2 separate regions of the Mus musculus genome follow, and region 2 is linked to region 1. Evidence: chromatin contacts called from public HiChIP or PLAC-seq data. All regions are on one chromosome and are shown on one strand. The core of a region is the stretch at or near the end of the contact, and the rest is flanking DNA. Distances in the headings are between cores, read along the strand shown. Region 1 has its middle 8.9 kb from the start of Zc3h11a. Region 2 has its middle 14 kb from the start of Gm46158.

The links. HiChIP or PLAC-seq counts read pairs in DNA pulled down with a chosen protein or histone mark.
Region 2: a contact with region 1 is called in an H3K27ac HiChIP or PLAC-seq map of extraembryonic endoderm stem cells, with 2.1 times the contacts expected there. The contact joins two enhancer-like sites. A contact is called at or near these places in 1 of 15 datasets of contacts at CTCF or cohesin (the NIH/3T3 cell line) and 2 of 115 datasets of contacts at active chromatin or transcription factors (extraembryonic endoderm stem cells and pancreatic cancer cells).

Annotation. Positions count from the first base shown.
Region 1 is chr1:133,669,020-133,671,534 of GRCm38.p6, reverse strand. No RefSeq gene overlaps it. Among named protein-coding and RNA genes, the nearest start is that of Zc3h11a, 8.9 kb to the right of the region's middle. Within about 2 kb of position 1,259, at least 40 of the 459 cell types and tissues checked have an H3K27ac peak or open chromatin away from gene starts, as enhancers often do. A contact at or near this core is called in extraembryonic endoderm stem cells, where this site is marked.
Region 2 is chr1:134,166,879-134,169,393 of GRCm38.p6, reverse strand. No RefSeq gene overlaps it. Among named protein-coding and RNA genes, the nearest start is that of Gm46158, 14 kb to the left of the region's middle. Within about 2 kb of position 1,258, at least 27 of the 459 cell types and tissues checked have an H3K27ac peak or open chromatin away from gene starts, as enhancers often do. A contact at or near this core is called in extraembryonic endoderm stem cells, where this site is marked.

The DNA.
Region 1 (2,515 bases), core at 10-2,509:
CTTTAAAGCCAGCACTTGGGAGGCAGAGGCAGATGAATCTCTGTGAGTTCAAAGCCAGCACGGTGTACAGGAAGTGCCCGGACAAGTCAGGGCTGTGTAGGAGATCCTGTCTCTATAGAAAAGTGACCTTGAAATAACTTATCTCTTTCTGTCCCTGGTTTCTATGGTCTTCAGTGGTGTTTCATCACAGCAGTAGAAAAGTTAGAAAGCAGCCAAGGCTACAAGTAAGACCATGTCTTAAAACAAAACAAATAAAACTATTCAGGCTGTGAATATAACTCAGTGGCAGAGGTCTCCCCTATCATGTGTGAAGTCCTGAATTCCAACCCAGCACTACAGAAGAAGAAAAGGGATTGGGAGGAGGAGGAAGAAGAGGATTAGGAGGAGAAGGAAAAGAGGAAGAGGAAGAGGAAGAGGAAGAGGAGGGGGGATATCTTGTATCTGGAAAACACGGGTTTCCTGAGTCATGCATCACCTCGGGCTTTTACAATATTTCTGCCTTCTCTTCCTCATAGCTCCCTGAGCCTCGAGGGGTTTGATGGATTCATCCCATTTAGGACTGAGTGCTGCAAAGTCGATCACTCTTGCTGGGCAGTGGTGGCGCATGCCTTTAATCCCAGCACTTGGGAGGCAGTGGCAGGAAGATTTCTGAGCTGGAGGTCAGCCTGGTCTACAGAGTGAGTTCCAGGACAGCCAGGGCTACACAGAGAAACCCTGTCTCGAACAGACAGACAAACAAACAAACAAGGATAGAGATATGATAGTGAAGATGCAAGTCCCCAAGAGAAGTGTTGCTGCTTAGGAATGGCCTTCTGAGGGTTTGTACAGAGTTTTGTGTAGATATTCCTTATGCAGTTTAGCAAGTTTCCATCACAAGTTATTTAGAGCTTTCTTTAGGAGTGGGAATTGTCCTCCTGCAGCCTGCTGATAAGACGAATTGCTTTGTCCAAGTTTTGAATCTTGGGCTAGGTTTATAGCCCTACCATAAATTCTAGCATGCCATGAAAGGGCAGGGCCAGGGGAAGGGGTAGCCGCTTTTGTCTCCTCGGCCTCCATTTTGTTTCCGGCTTCTTTGTTCTAAGTCCTTCTGTGCTGCAGTCACGAGGAGTCCAGGAGCCACAGGTCTGACGGATAAACATCTTGTGATAAGGTGGATGGAATCGTCCCCTGAAGCAACAGCTGCCTTCTTACGGAGGACAAGGCCCTCCCGACCAAGCAGATCACAGTCTGAACAGGACCAGTGAAAGGACTCCTGTGCTGCCCACCGCTTCTTCCCTCCTTCCAATCTGGGAGCTCATGTCAGCACCCGGAAGACAGTACTGAAGTCGCTGAGGAGCTGCTCCCGTGTCTTCCTAACGTAGTGATGCTGATTCGAATTCCCTTTCTCCTCCATTACCTTTTGCATTTGGCTTTTGGGCAAGCTGCTGGACCTGAGTTGTTGGGATCCTCAGAGTTGGGCTTGTGGGCTAGAACTCCAGGACCACACACCCCTGTATGTGGCAATATCAACTTTTTCCCCTTTATTCTCTCTCTCTCTCTCTCTCTCTCTCTCTCTCTCTCTCTCTCTCTCTCTCTCTCTCTCTCTCTCTCTCTCTGTATTTTTGAGACAGTGTCTCTCTACCTAGCCCTGACTGTCTTGGAACTTGCTATATAGATCAGATTAGTCTTGAAGGCACAGCGTTCAGCCAGTCTCTTTCTCCTGAAGGCTGAGATTAAAGGTCACACCATGCCCAGCTTTTAACATGAATATTTTTAGTTTCATTTCGTTTTGTTTGTTTGTTTGTTTTTGGCTTTTTTTTTTTTCGAGACAGGGTTTCTCTGTGTAGCCCTGGCTGTCCTGGAACTCACTTTGTAGACCAGGCTGACCTTGAACTCAGAAATCTGCCTGCCTCTGCCTCCCAAGTGCTGGGATTGAAGGCGTTTGCTACCACTACCCGGCTCATTTCGTTTTTGTTTGTTTGTTTTTGAAATAGGGGTTCTCTCTATAGCCCCGGCCATTCTGGAACTCACCAGGTAGATTAGACCCTGCCTTTCACTCAGAGATCCACTGGCCTCTGCCTCCCAGCTGCTGAGATTAAAGCCAGGCAATTCAATGTGGTTTTTTTTTTTTTTAAAACTAGAATTTTTTTTTAACATGAATATTCTCAACAATAACATGGAACCCCATTTTATGGTTGTATTTTTTTTTATTAATTAAAAACTTTATTTTTTTGTTTTTATGGTTGTTTTGCCCACAAGTATCTGTGCAACACATGTATGTCTGATGCCCCTGGAGTCCAGAAAAGGGCACTGGGTCCCCTGGAACTGGGGTTACAGGTGGCTGTGGGCCACTGTGAACCTGGATCTTCTAGAAGAGCAGCCAGTGCTCTTAACTGCTGAGCCATCTCTGCAGCCTGACTATAATATTTAATATTTAGTCCCGGCAGTGTTTACGGGCACTAGGGACACCGTGTTCTTCTATGTCATTTTTGCCCCTGTGTGACTACAGCTATAAAGCAGCAGCTCAGTGTAGAAT
Region 2 (2,515 bases), core at 9-2,508, 500 kb before region 1:
GTTTGTGACAATTTGTTACAGCAGTCAGGAGAAGCTAATATAGATTGCTTCAACACTGACAGAGAACAGGTGATTGTTCCATGCCTCAGCTGCTGATGGCCTTTGAGCTTGGACTCTGGGATTCATTTGGTCAAAGCAGTCTGAGGTAAAGATGGAGACAAAGACAGCCATAGTACAGGGAGAAAGGGCAAGACCGAAAGGGACTCTCATCCTAGGGAACAGAGCTCCTGTAAGGGGACAGTGCCCTGATGGTGTGGGAAAAGTGCCCGCTGCCTTTATGTATGAACTTGGCAGGACTGGCCAGGTTGTCTGTGAACTAAGAGTTCTCTCAGAGGTAGATGGACGGTGTGACTCTGCTCTGTCCTTTAGGAGGTAATTACTAAGGGGGAGCTTGGGCTTCAATGATGAGCCTATGTCAGGACATTCCAAAAGTCTTGAAGGGAGTGGCCCAGAGGGATGGTGGGAAAGTGCATGTGGTCAGTGGCCAGGGCTCTGAGCTGAGTTTCCCACAAAGAGCCATCTTTCCAGGACTCCTTGATAGGAGACACACCCTGATCCTGAGTCGCAGCCCAAGAGATAAGGGACACTCTCTTATCTGCCTAAGGACAGCCTTTAGAACCTGGTATCACCTCATGGAGCTGGAGAGCCCTGCCTATAAATGTGACCTAGTTCTCCTCCTATGTCATGGAACAAGGCAATGATAGAGCAATCACCTGACATTTGTGTCAATGAAACGATTATACTGTTGATTTAAACATCAGCTCACTGCAGCCCAGGAGGGTGTGCATGCGTGTGTGTGTGTGTGTGTGTGTGTGTGTGTGTGTGTGTGCATGCACACACATGTGCATGTGTGTGTGTGTGCTCCCGTTTCTGAAAAACGACTTTACACTGTACACTGTTTATGCACCCTGAGGAGGAGAGAAGTGGCTTTTTGTGGGTACCAGTGCATTGTGCCTGATCTGCCCCCTATCAGATCTGTTGCCCTTTTCTTTCTTACAGGGATGCAAACTAAACCCTGGAAAAGATAAGTAATTTCCCAGAGTCATGCAGGTTTTATATGGAAGAACAAGGCTCAAGCCAGATGTGACTCTTTCCACACAGATCTCGGGTGCTGCTGTGTTCCCTGTTTGGGGAAACTGGTGAACAGGAGAAGAAAGTCAGAATGGGAATTACGGGAGACCAGGAGGCACGGCAGACAATAGGATGCAAAAGTCGAAGCTGGGACTGGCCTAGATAACCAGCGCAGCTCTGCCAAGACAGGAAGTCAGAGGCTAACTATAGACTGCAGATGAGGCAGACAAACCCATCAGCCTCGGGACTCTCAAATCTCCCACTGGTTATTTTCCATTCTTCCCGCCCTCCCCTGCAGTGTCCTGCGTTTAAATCCAGAAACTGAGAGAGAAAGCTAGAACGTAGGTAAGCAGCCTATCCACTTGTGAATTTGTTTAGGAAGACAGAGAAATCTGGTATTGGCCAGGGCAATTTAGAGAAAATCCACATATAAGGGAAGAGGTGGTCACATCTCTGCTGGCTTAGGAAGAGGGAAAGGGCTCCCAGGAGTCGCCTGGGACCAGCGGCTATACACATTCATCGGTCCAGGAGAGGCTTGCTGAGCCGCTACTAGGCACCCGGTGCTTAGCTAAGCTGGGTCAGGGGATGAGTCTGGTTGGGGATTTGTGTGGCTAGGATAGTCAGGAAAGACTCTCCCAGAAGACAGGCTTAAGGTGAAATCTGGGGGGATTTAGGGATTAGCCTAGAAGGGAGAAAGTGGTCAAGGTACAGTATACCACAGGATAGGTCCTAGAGGGAGAAAGACTAACAAACAAAGAGCTCATTGTGGCCAGAGCAGATGGAGCCCAGAGAGGCAAGGGGCAGAGTGGAGACAGAAGCAGAATCTGGATCATGGTGCCCTCCTAAATCAGGGAGGGGTCTTGTCCCTTGAACATTGAAGTGGGGGTTTAGGATAGGATTCACAGCTGCAAAGTCACTCCTGCTGCCCTGTGGAAAATAGACAAGAGGCACAAGAAAGAAGAGGTCAGAGTATGAAGAAGTAATTCGAAGTTTCTGAGCCGGGTTCTTGCTACATTGCCTAGGTTGGCCTTGAACTTTAGCAAGGCCTATTGTAGAAAATTTTAATCCCAATCCTGACTTTCTACCCCACCTTTGATCATTCAGTTCCCAGATAAAACACACGCGCGCACACACACACACACACACACACACACCTTTTATTTTTTACAATAAGCCCTAAACAGCACAAGAGCTGGGCAGAGATCCACCCTCTATGCTATTAGAACCTACTTTCCTATGAATAACCCCGAGTCATTACTTACTGTGTTTCATCTGGGCTGCTCTTAACTCCAATTGGCCAGTCCTTAGGGCCATGTTTTCATGAACTCACCTAACCCATGGTGACTTAGGATTTTACTGTTGTGAACAGACACCATGACCAAGGCAACTCTTATAAGGACAACATTTAATTGAGGCTGGCGTACAGGTTCAGAGGTTCAGTCCG